Regions from separate parts of the Triticum aestivum genome. Here region 1 is linked to region 2. Evidence: chromatin contacts called from public HiCAR-type data. All regions are on one chromosome and are shown on one strand. Each heading gives the region's core, a stretch centred on a gene start, on an enhancer-like site or on the middle of the called end of the contact. The rest is flanking DNA. Distances are from core to core; before and after follow the strand shown.

Evidence for each region. HiCAR-type assays count read pairs that join an accessible place to other places.
Region 1: a contact with region 2 is called in a HiCAR-type map of leaf, with 7 times the contacts expected there. The contact joins the promoter of LOC123155769 here to the promoter of LOC123162100 in region 2. A contact is called at or near these places in 2 of 5 Hi-C or Micro-C datasets (leaf and root) and 1 of 1 datasets of contacts at active chromatin or transcription factors (leaf).

Annotation. Positions count from the first base shown.
Region 1 is chr7B:19,707,451-19,714,304 of IWGSC CS RefSeq v2.1, forward strand. LOC123155769 (rRNA N6-adenosine-methyltransferase METTL5) reads right to left here and starts at 4,119. Exons shown (of 10, transcript XM_044573901.1): 1 at 3,859-4,119; 2 at 2,107-3,246; 3 at 1,952-2,008; 4 at 1,385-1,482; 5 at 590-659. The coding sequence starts at 2,166. It overlaps LOC123155766 (transcription factor MYB3R-4-like), which reads left to right and starts at 4,272. Exons shown (of 3, transcript XM_044573898.1): 1 at 4,272-5,415; 2 at 5,534-5,660; 3 at 6,567-6,854. The coding sequence starts at 5,000.
Region 2 is chr7B:19,345,028-19,351,583 of IWGSC CS RefSeq v2.1, forward strand. LOC123162100 (protein NRT1/ PTR FAMILY 2.3) reads right to left here and starts at 3,874. Exons shown (of 4, transcript XM_044579902.1): 1 at 3,597-3,874; 2 at 3,288-3,493; 3 at 2,642-3,201. The coding sequence starts at 3,795.

The DNA.
Region 1 (6,854 bases), core at 2,869-5,368, 360 kb after region 2:
AAGTTACTGCGTCAATCCTCTCACATACTACTTTCAGCTCTACCTCTATGTCACCAACATGTACTTAACCAGCAAACATAAGGATGTGACAGGATAGCTTAGGCGCTTAGCATAGTCATGGAGTACTGAATTCAAGATAACTTAGGTGAATTGTTTTCTGTGTTGAGGGGTGTGTTTCTGACCTGTATTGGAGTTCAGGGTTTTGAGGGGTAATGCACTTATCTCATATAGATACTACATTTAGGATCAACTCCAGAATTACATTCTCCTCACTAAAAAGAATCCTCTAGAACTGTATTTGGTACAAGCTAAGTCCCACAACCTTGTCCCTACGAATTTCTTAAGAAGCATATAATGTAACGCTAAAGGCAACAGAAAATGGGGACCAAAACAGCTTTCAGCTAACTGCACTTGCAAGTTGTTATCCTTTGATCAACTATAGTAAGCGCTTGAGATAATAGACCAAGAAGACCCACGGAAAATTCTGTGTGATGTTTGACTCATTATAGAGGGAAAAGAGTCAATATGAAGGTTTATTTGCTTCAAATAAAAGCAATTGTTGCAATTGGAAATGAAAGCAACAGCATACCTCTAGATCAGTAGCATTTTCTTGAGCAAGTTCAAGGGACTGGAGGTCAATATCAATACCAGTGACATGCCTGTCATTCCACAATCGTAGTGAATAAGATTAGGGATATCTAACAACAGAATAACAACAAAAATTGTAAGATACCCAACTGGTACACAAACACGTCGGTTTATAAGTTCATGACAATAATGGACAACTATTTCAAATATTGTGCAGTATATGAGTTTGTTACATGCCATGGGAATGATAGTGCCACATAATGATTGTTACGCAACATAATTTTGACCAGCATCTAGAAATTTCGAACAAAAAAATATGTGATCAATTAAAGTATAATAATAATAGAAACAGTTTTATCTTCTTAGCTCTTCAGTACGAGTGATTAAGTTATAGACAGGGCACTAAGGGAGGTGGATCAGTGAGCCGGTATGGTAGTATACTGTCTAGTAAGATCAAATACTGGTAAATCAGCACATAAACATCATGAAGCAATGTACTGCCTACTAGTTAAACCCTTGGTGTGCCCCAAAACATGGTACTAGTTAAACCTTTAGAGTACACCTTATTCTGCACAATCAATCAACAAATCACGGCAGAGGTAACCACTCTTCAGTTCCCCATTTAGCTACTGTTTAAAGCAGGTGTGCGAATTATGGCACCGGAATTATAAAAATGACAACGCTATTGTACTGTTAAGGAGCGGAGATCTCTGCTGATACCACCTCAGAAGAAACGACTCTGAACAAGAACTGAAGAAAACGATCACCAAAATACTAAGAGCTTGAACGAACTCACTCAGCATCCAGCAGAGCACTCGCGACGGCCAGGGTACCACAGCCGCACCCAAAATCCGCCACCACTTTACCAGCTATGTCGTCGAAGCTGTTCTCGGCCTGACGGATTCACCAACTCACCATGAGAAAGATACAACAGAGGCACACAACCAGAATCACTAGAATTTCAGCATCCAAGCACGCCCAACAGGCCTAATTAGCTATCTGTCTACCTTATGGTTCAACATGCACTGTTTCAGATAAAAGTAGCCAGGCAAGACAAATCTAAAGGTTGAGGCACAACTTGCAAGCAGCTGAAAAATCAAACACTCCCAACTTTGTACTGCAAAAGAATTAAAGTGCGAGCAACAACATGTGCAGAATCTTGTATAGCAAAGCATGGAAGTCGCCACAAGCCTACTAGCCCACTGCCGGAGTAGCTTGCCGGTTTTGGGCATGGAGCCGCGGCCGCGCGCACTCGCGGGCGTCCAATTGCAGACACAATCGCATCACAGCAAGTACCAGGATCGCATCCATGCATAAAGCAAACAAAGGCATATATCGGAATCAATCGGGGCGGGGGCGCTACCGTGTAGAGCATCCTCGACGCGATGTGGGGGCCCGTCGCGTACTGCTCCAGCTCCACCTGCACCCACGGCCGCCGCCGGCGACGGCGGCGGCAAGCTCAGATAAGTTCATGCTTGTTCTGGAGGCGAATCGAACGGCGGGGGCGGCGGAGGGTACCTTGGGGTCGGAGAACTGGGTCAGGCCCCCCAGCAGGCCCTCCAGCTGCTTCAGCTTCATCTCCTCCTCCTACCCTCGCCGTCGCCGTCACGGAGTTGGAGATGTTGCCTCTTTTCCTGCCGGCGAGCCAGTGGCGCCTCCGACGGCCAGAGGGCGGCCTTTTCCATCAGGGCTGGCCGTCGCAGGCCGGACCGCAATACCAGGCCTCTAGCCTGGCCCGCCTGTAAGGCCCAACACCAGCCCAAGAGCCCACCAAGCCCAACCTAAAATGAGCCCAGTACGAGCGGGTAGGAACTCGGAGAGGCGGATGGTCTCTCTCTCCTTCCTTTTCTGCTCGTGCCGTGCGGCGGCCGGTGGACTCGAGACCGCCGTCGCCGTCGGCATCGCCACCGGTTGCTTCCCGCTCTCTCCGTCCGCGCCGCCAGCGAGACGGGCTCTTCCCGTGGGCGACGGTGCACGTAGTAGGTATGTGCCGCTTGCTCGTCCTCGCCCCAGTTCTTCGCCTTTGCGCTTGAGCAAGCAGCATTTTTTTTCCTTGCAAATTAGCTAGGTTTCTTCCCCTACACAAAAAGGGGTTCGATTTTGTTTCCGCGCGTGATAATTTGAGCTCGCAGCTTCCTTCATCTTCGATCGATGCTGCAGTTTAATTATATAAGACTGATTAATCGATACCATTTCTGAAGTGTCCAAAACTCCAAATTGGTTGCTTAAAGATAAGGGCGCTTATAGGCGCCGGCGCACCGGCCGAACTGTTCGTCCGGTCAAGCCCCAGCCGCCCGATACATCCGTTCCCCACCGTCTGATTGCTTTGTTTTAAAAGTCAAACATGCAGAAAAAAAAACACGCACAGGAAACACAAAAAAAAGGACAGCGAGCGCGCATGCCAGATCTGTGTGCTCGCCGGCCGCTCGCGATAGTCCTCGTCTTCCCGTGCTTGCTTTCCACCGCGCCACCACGCCCGTCACCCGCGCTCGCCTGCCGCTTGCCTGACGGTCGTCTCCGACACTTGCCTTGGCTGCCTCTGCTCGTCATGGTTGCAACTCAAACACAGGAGGATTCCAGCGCGCTGTCATCATGGTTGGAGCATCCCTGGCGTCCCCGTCTCCGGCTCGCCGCCATTGTCAACTTGCAGCGTCATGTCTAGCAAAAAAAGCAATAAAAATCTCCAATGCTGGGTTGAAGCAAAAAATTTGCCGGTTCCAGCAAAAAATAATGATGGTTCCAGCAAAACTCTCAACAGCACAAAAACTCCAGTAGCAGATTGTAGCAAAAAAATTAGCTAGTTCCAGCAAAAAGAAACACTGGTTCCAACAAAAAATCATGCCGCTTCAAGCAAGAATGTTTGCTGGTTCCAACAAATTACATGACACTGTGATGCGTGTTGGATGTAGCAATTGAGAACATTGGTTGTAGCAAAAACTCAAACGGTGGTAGCAAAGAAATTGATGCACTGGTTCCCCCCAAAAAACATGGTAGCAAAATAATTGATTGGTTCCAACAAAAACCGAGGTTGGTTGTAGCAAAAATGTACATTGGTTGTATCAAAAACAAATGACATGGTTGCAAAAATTTGGGTTGGTTCCATAAAAAAGAAACGAACATGGTGGTAGCAAAATAATTAATTGGTTCCAGCAAGAACTGAAGATGGTGGTAGCAAAATTGAAAACCGGTTGTACCAAAAAGAAAATGACATGGCAGCAAAACTTCGAGTTGGTTCCATAGAAAAAGAACATGGTTGTAGCAAAATCTTACACTGGTTCCAGCAAAAATCAAGGGCGTCTGCAGCAAAAATTGGGGCTGCTTCCAAGAAAAGAAAATGATGGATCTCCATCACTTGTCGCCGTGGTTGCAACGCCTCAACGTCGGCCGCCGCGGCTCTCCGTTACTTCTCGCCGCCATCGGCAGCACCGGTGGGGGTTGGTTTGCAGCGCTGGTCGCTGGTGGGGCGTGAGGGGGCGGGGTGGGGGCAGCCACGGTGGGGGAGGCGCGGTGGCCATGGCTGGCGGCACAGCCGGTCGCCGGTGGGGGAGGCGCAAGCATCTACAAGAGAGGAAGAAAAGAGGCGAGCGGAGGAGGTTGCGGTAGAGGAGATGCACGAGCAAAAGAATGAGTGGATGGTGTTGTTCCTGAAGAGATAAGGTAGATGGTCGTTCGGTGGTGGGCCTACATGTAGATAAAGCGAGCGGTGCGACCGGCGGAACGCTTCGGCCGGCGCGCCGTCTGGGAAGGTTTCCCTAAAGATAAGTACTAAGACTTGCATTGCATGCCACAGCCACAGCCAGAACAAAAGCCTTGCCATTTGCTAAATATCGGTGCTATAACATGGACATCTATTTCGATCGAACTTGGACATGGGTTCTGCACTCTCTGAGAAAACTGTTTGGAAGGATCACAGATTCAGTTCAGGATGAATTTACAGCTCAATTTCTGCGCAATTTATTTTTCAGCCAAGCAGATGTGCTTTACTTTTACATCACAAGGAAAACGAAACGACTGATGGTACAGGCATATAGCATCGCATGCCATGCACTACTGCGGATGTTAATGACTTCTCGGCTTGACCAGCATCTTGCAATGGGTACGGGTGGTGTGTGTGCCACGTTTTCTGAATAATGCATGCTGCTTAATTAACTATAGTTTTCTTTCTCTTGCATGAAGTAATCGATTTATGAAAGTAAATGCCCCATTAACAACGCAAGTTAATAAACCCATAAAAACCCCTTAGTTTGTGGCCATTAAGGGCCATAAGGCCGGTCTTGTCAAGATATAATGTGACACGCCATGCCAATGTCTCCTCTTCCGAGAGATGCAGGTAGACAGGAACCAGCATCCGTCCGGTCCCTCTTCCCCCTCACCCCCACCCCTAGCAGTAGCCAGCTCCTGAAACCCCTCCATGGATTTCGGTTGCTTCCAGCCCCACGCAGGGAGCTGCGATGACATGCCGCTTGATTTCCATGTGCAGCAGAGTGCCCACTATGATCTCCACTCCCTTGATCGTTCGTTCGAACCTGTCGGTGGATCGATCGGCCCCTTTGCGGCCTTCTATCCTGACTACTACCAGTACCCACAAGGCGTGACGACGAAAGCTGTCATCAGTGGGGACTCTTCATCATCAATCGTTCATAGTTCTGGACCTCACGTGCCTCTGCTGACACCAAAACTTGAGGTTTCACAACTCATGGGAGGCGGCCTTGGATCATACAAGACCTATGAGATGAGCCGCAGGTTTTTCCCAAGAAAGAAGGCCTCCAGTAAGGCTCTCAAGAGGGCTAATGTTGTCAAAGGGCAATGGACACTGGAAGAAGACAGGTAAGAATTAGATATATTGTTTCATGCTTGGTTCAGTATTTTCTCTGTTTGCGGCGCTGTATGTCTGTGTTATTGCTTGCTATCTGCGATGTTAAGCTCGTCCTTGCATCTTTTACAGGAAGTTGGTGAAGTTAGTGGAGCAGTTTGGATTGAGGAAGTGGTCTCAGATAGCGCAAATGTTGCCTGGAAGAGTTGGAAAGCAATGCAGAGAAAGATGGCACAACCATTTGAGACCTAACATCAAGGTTTGTCTCTCCAACTTCCGTTTGAACTGAACCGAGGAGTCAAATCTATTTTGATCTCCTTTGTATTCTGTAATAAATGGAATGCCTACAGTTATGTCTTTTGCTTTGACCGTGTTTAATGAAATAGTAAACTAATTAAGCTCCAAAAAAAACTAATTTGAACGCATTGAGTGAGATTTGAATGTCGTTGGGTCAGTCTGCAATTCATTATGGGTGCACTAAATTTTGGAAATTACATACACGATGTCATTTTTGGTTTGCTTATATCAGATTCATGGGTGGGGATAGTATTTAGCACTAGATTTGCAATCTAATTAAGATTAAAAAACTAGTTTGGACACACTGAGGGATATTTGAATGTCATTGGGCCTGCCCTTTATTAAGGGTGCACTAAATTTTGTGAGTAATATAAGCGATATCTTTTTTGGTTAGCTTTTATCAGGTTGATGGGTGGGGAATGGGGATAGTACTTAGTACTGAATGGTTCTTAACCATGATGATAGAAACTCGAACCGGCACAGAGAAGAAAATTCTAACCTGACATGCCCACATGGGACAAGGAAACATAAACTGAGGGGAAATATGATTTAGGAAAAACTAGAAACAATGCATCATTTTTTTTTTTGCGGATAGAAACAATGCATCATGGAAAATCATGTTGTCGACCAGAGCTATAGAAGTTCAAATAACCTTTGCCCCTATCAAATTTTTAAAAATTACAAAATGTTTAATGATAAATGACAATAATGGGTAAAATTATCATGGTGAAACACAAAAATGGGCATGGATGCTTCCAAATCTGAAATATTTTTGTCAAGTTCTTTTTCCTGAAAACTTCTCATATTATCTGTGTAGTATTCATGCTTGAAATAAACCTTTTGTGCGTGGATGAAACCACAAATGCAGAAAGATACATGGAGTGAGGAGGAAGACATGGTTCTAATACAAACACACAAGGAGGTTGGCAACAAATGGGCAGAGATAGCTAAGCGCCTCCCTGGGAGAACTGAAAACTCCATAAAAAATCATTGGAATGCAACCAAGAGAAGGCAGTTTGCACGGAGGCGGACCCGCACAAGCGCCAAGAATATCAAATCTGGGACCCTTCTGCAGAACTACATCAAAAGCCTTGGAATTGGCTCTAGCAAGGTCACTGCTGCTCCTCTAGCCCCAAAAGAACCTCCACTGTCACCA
Region 2 (6,556 bases), core at 2,624-5,123:
TTAATTTTACCAAAAAGTTGGATAATCAAAGCTGGTAGGTGGCATTGCCACCGGTGGTTTAAATACTGAAAAAGAAGTAGAATAAATATCCAAAAAGGAGTTTTTTTTTGCGGAAAAAAAGGAGTCGTTTTGGACATGGACGTATTCGAAACTCAACTCAACCATTGATGTACACTGTTATAAACCGACAAAATCTAGTAAAATTATAATGTTAATATGGGGACAAATTTATACTTACCATTTCAATGTGTTCACCAATTTCGATATCCATGATAAGCATGCTAAAAGTTTATCTAATTGTAAAGCCAATATTTTCCTTCAGTCTCCACACACACACACACACACACACACACACAAAACAAACTAGGAAAGCACTATATTTTGTGTAGCACAACCGTGAGGTAATATGTCCATGTCATTGCTTTAATAATCACCGATAATACTGATTATAGTGTGGAGGTGGGAGTTAAGTTGCCATGGACAGGAAAACAACCCTTGCCACATACTCCTGCATACCCAACAGTGACCAAGTACTATCTTTATTAACTATGGAACGAAATTTAATTATGCTCAAAACACAAAATGTATATACTTAATGCATGTGCAATTCAAACTAGAATATCATATAGATTGTAATGTCTCGTTTTCAAAAGCCCTAAGGTGAGTGGGTACAAATGGAAATAAACTACAAACATGCAAATTGCAGCGAAAGAATATCTCCATTCTCAATGAGCACAAAAGAAAGGAAGAGAAGCTAATAGTCTAATATAAAAAGTGAATAATAGTGCTCACCGCTTTGCACAATTACCTGTTTGTTGTCGCAGATCTACTGAGTATTTTGCCTGGGTGAGACCAAAGGAAGAGCATGGATTTTCTATCCATATGATCCAGCTTTAGCATAAAGCCCAATGGTTTGGTACAAAGTTGGGCGCGCACACACACAAGTATGTTGCGATGGAAAAACGAAAATGAAAACATGTCAAGATCAGTATGGTCCTGTGCTAAAAGCACTTTTTTGCGTTGCCCTGTATACTTCCGTATGTTGTTTTCTTGTAGTACAAGGGTATTTATACCAAGGAACCTAATTGATTTTTAGCACAATGTTATATGACCAGACAGAAAGGAACCTAACTATTTCAACAAACATTAATTGATATGTGTCGACGTGGTAGCTACCTAGTTCACGTAGTACTACAAACCAAAGCGTTTTGGAGTGAAGATAATTCGGTGTTCTGTAGTACGCGGTTTCTGTGATAATTGTGTTTCAATCAAAATATTTTAGCCATTATGGTTGTACTACACATAAATAAATGGATTTGCTGATTCTCAACTAGATGAGAATTAATAAAGTCTCATCTAACTCCTACAATACTCGATTAACCAAACAAAAAACAAAAGAAAAAATCCCAACGAATCTCGCGTAAAATCGAATGGTGAAGAAGTTAGATGAGACATAGTTATTTCTCATCTACATGTGACCTAGACACACCCATAAATAAATTATTATGATTTTTTAAGACTCAGAATAATTGGTTGGAGTCAATTAAATTTATGTGAATATTTTGGACTTTGATCTAGAAATAACTGAAAGTTAAATGATTTTGTTGTTGCTGAAATATTAGTGAAACCAAAATTCAAAACCATGGGTATACTACAAAAGCACTTCCTAACAAAAGAAAATCAACTTAAAATAAATAAATCATTATTTACTTCCACATTCCCTGCCATTTTAAAGGGTTTAAGCTTAAGCATTTATAAAGTTCGTTTATGCATGTGGAACCAAACTAGCACTCCCCCGTTTCGGAATAATTAAAGTTTTAAGATTTTTCTAAGCGAAACCTTTGTAAATTTGAATAAGACCGTAAAAAAAATCCGCAAGGACCTACAATGTCAAATATATATAATACAAAAATATATTTCATAATGAATCTATTGAAGTAAATTTTATTTTATAGATTTCTACTCTTATAAAAGATTCAGTTGGTGATGATGGTGTGTCTGCCGTCCGTTATTTCTGACCATCAGATCTACATCTAACGACTATGAGGCAAGTCATGGCATTTTTGCAACAATATCCCACTTCTTTGCCCCAATTTAAAGGAAACCCCTTAATATCTTAAAACTAACCATATTCCTCATCAAAACCAACCATATACCTCATCAAAATAACCCAAGGAATATATTTTGAGTGAAATATGATATATTTTTAATGGTATATGTATACTAAAAATAGATTGTTTCTTTCAAATTTGTGAATATATATTATTCTATTTTGGATCCGTTGAAACGCACGTGCACATTGCTAGTATTGATATATTTTTATATAGACTTGGTCAAACATAATGAAGTTTGACCTAGAACAAGTCTAGAACTTCAACTATTTTGGAAACGGAGGTGATATAAACAAAGAGTCTTGCTAAGTCCCAGTCGACTCAAACTTCATTAAATCTCAGTCGATACTATAACGGTGAGATCTTATACCGAGATCCGTGCAAAAAAAAAATCAGTTTTTTTTCCTCTATTGCATGTTACGTCTCTTGACCAAGACTTGATTAAATCCTAAAACGAAGACTTGATTAAATCTCAGTGGATTGAGACCTAACCACACCCATAAACAAATGCATACGAAATCTTTTCTTACCTAAAGCTGTCGCTCGGGGTAACGACACCGTCGCCGCCAGTCTTGACGTCTTCGTCGCCCCTACATAGCCCGTAGTAAAACTTCAACTCCTCCGACGCCACGACACTGACCTTCCTCTTCCTCGCCGCGGCGACGACCACCCTGGCGAGCCCCGTGAACGGGCTGCCCTGAGCGGGGGGCTGCCGGTAGTACCGCGCGCCGAGGAGCAGCGCCGTGAGGCCGACGACGCTGGCGGCGCACGAGACGCCGAAGCCGAGCGTCCACGACACCGTGTCCTGGAGGTAGACGATGACCGTAGCGCCGAGCACGGTGGACGCGTAGAAGAAGATGAAGTACCAGTTGAAGAAGACGTCGCGGTCGGCGGCGGCCTCGAACTGGTTGGCGCCCATGGTCGCCTGGTTGAACCGCGCCCCCGCCGCGCTCAGGCAGAGCAGGAACACGGCCGCGTACAGGGCCGCCATCTGCCCCGTCGACGCCTGCTCGCACGGGCCGGCGCCGAGCTGGCATGCCGCCGGCCGGAGTCCGGGAAGACTCGCCGTCAGCGTGAACATGACCAAGGACTGCACGCGCGACATGGAGTGGTCAGTGGAGCAGAAGCTTTGGTAATGAACATACATGTGCACGCGCGCGCAGATCATAAACTTACGAGGACGGCCATGACCATGGCGACCGCGACGATGGGGAAGCAGCCGAAGAAGGCGTCGGCGACAATGGCGCCGGCCACGGGGGCGACGCTGATGGATCCGGAGATGATGTTGGAGATCTGCGCCGCGTCGACGCTCGCCACGTTGTACTCCTTTATCAGGTAGACCACCAGGTTGGACGTGGCGCCGCCGGTCGCCAGCCCGAGGCCTAGTATGGCCACTGCAAACATCGATTGATCACACGGCCAGACACAGACTTAATTGTGATCATGCTCCACAGACTAGAGCACACACGAGTAGGATGCACGAACCTGCGAGGAAAGGGAAGGTGATCCATCCCCCCTTCTTGTTCCTGGGTTCCTTGAGGGGCTCGTGATCAACGCTGAGGTGCCCAGCCTCCTCCTGCTGCGACCCGTTGGCCTCCATGGGTATGGTCTCTCTTGCTGCAATGATTGAGCTACGAGCGCAGGCGTAAGTCATGAGTATGTGCAGCGTAAAACTAGGTGGCATGGCATATGTGCAGCGTAAAACTAGGTGGCATGGCTATTATATCATACAGTATATATTGTCGCACTATCTCTAGCAAAGACCGGTAGACGGTGGAGTTGGCCAGCTATCTCTTTTGATACGAGGGGAAAAAAAGAGGCACGAGAGCACGCTAAAGCTCCATGTCTGACTTGTCTACGTACAGTCCGTCAGTGACTCAGTGTCAAGTGAGCCCGCTTTTCAAATAGATTAACAATTGGATGGTGGTATATAATCTGATGAGCTTTAGATTCATTCATGTGCTTTTCGCAAAAAAAAAGAGCAATTCGAAAATACAGACTTTCAATATATACACCGTTTTGCTAAAGCACATTTAGCTGTGCCATAAGTATTGCACATGTAAGTCTTAAGTCATTGATCTTACGCGGAGGTTCGTGTGGATATTTTCCTTTTTGCTTTACCTTCTTATGCTTGATTGAGTGACTTAGATGTACAATAACTACTAGGGCATATCTAGATATGTCCTAGACAAACTCTTTTCTTTTTTTATAATCGGTGTTTCGATGGGCTTTGTTGGGATGTGATTCTGTGTTATTTACTAATCCACACACACTTATGTGATGAAGTGTTTTATAGCCGCATGTGCTATATCAATGGTACAATGTTGCATGTTAGCGCTTCTCTTTCTTATTTTTGAACATAGTACAGACATAAACGCTCATATATATGCACATACACTCACCCTGAGACTGAGCCGACATATCATCTTAAGATTTTATGAAGTCATCGTAGCCACTTCGTAGTCCTTACACACGTCCATCTTACTCCTATGAGCATCTTCGAGATACTGAGTTGATACAACATCTTGAGATTGACAAAGTTGTCACAGACGTCTTTGTAGTCGACGAGACGTCTTCTTCAACTAAACAAACAACGCCAGAAGGTCTGACATAAATCTAAAAAACGACCATCAATATCAAGTCTAGCACTTGAAGCCTAATGGGTTTGTTTCAATACAAGGACCTAAGAGCATCTACAGCCGGGCGCCCCAAACCCACCTCATACGGCCAGGCGGGCCACCCGGTCACGATTTTTCGACCTAGACGGCCCCCTCAAACGGGCCAAAAACGTCCGGGCTGACCGGCACCCCTCATATCCAGTCCAAATATGAGACGAATATGGAGGCGCACGGGCACGCCCGCCACGTCGGACTGACGATGGGGTCCCACGCGGAAACGCCCAAAAACCCGGCGGTCCGAAGCTCGTATCCTCCATCGGACCGGTGTCGCCACGTGGCGCCACTCCGGCGGGTCGCGTAGTGCCTAGCCCGGCTATTTAAGCCGACCAATGACACTGAAACCCTACCATACCTATTTTCCTCCCCCTGTCTGCCGCCGCCACCACTTTCCACTCCCCCCATCCGCCTAGTAGGAGCGAGCCATTTCTAACGCCGAAGCGCCGGCTCGAGCTCCCTGAGCATATCCGGGCAAGGCGCGAAGCCTGGATCGCCGTGGGGCTACCTCCGGATGCAGTGGATTCAGAGGAGGAGTTGGAGGAGGAGGTGGAGGAGGAGGATGTGGGGGACGATGGCGACGCGGATCTGCAGGCGGAGCAGCAGGCCATCCTAGATTCCCTCCGCCCGGAGTCGGCTGCGGAGGCCAGATGCCATCATCGGCAGCAGATGGAGGCGCAAAAGGCCGCGGAGGAGGCGGAAATGCTCGTCTACATGGATGAGGTCGAGTAGGAGGAGGATGAGCCGGAGCCCTCCTACCCGCCGCTCCAGCCGGCGCCCGGCACCGTCGTCGTGGACATCTCCGGTGACGAAGATTTCTTGTGCATGTAGTATGTAGTACATTGGATTTCTTTTGCATGCTTTGTATGAATTTAGGGATCGACATATGAAAGACTCAGATGCACAGTGGCTAATTTATGACGTGACTAGTCACTGCCCGCGGACGCGTCCAGTCGCGTCTGCGGGTGTTTGAGGAGCTGAATTTGCAAAGTCCGGCTGTAGATGCTCTAACTATCGGAGCGACCCTCAATTCTTTAGTTACACTGTCACATCAGTGCAGTGGTAAAGAGTGGTGGAGTATTGGGACCGACCTCAATAATCGTACGTACTACATGTATTGGTCGTAGACGATCAATTCCTCGTAGAGAAAAACTTCGTTGTCAAATGTGTGGTGTGGTGTCATATGTTGCTAATTAATAAGCTCCACTAACGATGGATGGTACTGGTGGGAACGCGCGGATGACTGAATGATTGAGCAATGAGCATTGGAGTAATGGCTTACATATCACTCAGATAACTTTGCCAGCAATGTGGAAAGCAGGATATATGCAGCTCACCAGTCAGAGACGTGCATGCGGCCGTATGGGTATGTTGGGATATGTTCTCCACCAAGCAGGTACCTCACACAATTTTGATTTGTCAAAGCAAGAGCTTTATGTAAGAGTGGAAGCCCCAAAAGGTGAGTTAGAGATTTGTCTAGTAGGAGATGATAGCCTTTTGCCCTTGAGATGAAAAATTCACCCTGTGATTATATTGTTGCGACGTGCCAGTGTGCCACCATAGCACGTACTTCCTCCAATTCAAAATAAGTGTGATGGTTTTAGTTCAAGTGTCGGAGGAAGTACAAAAGTTGATGGCACCCCTGTCAACTGTCTTGGCCATGCAGTTCAGACTGCAGACCGAATGTAACCATTGATGCAGTGGGGGCATTTGGATTGTTCTTTTCGTTCGAAGGAAATCAAGCAAATTCTTCCTTTAATTTATGCTATAGGG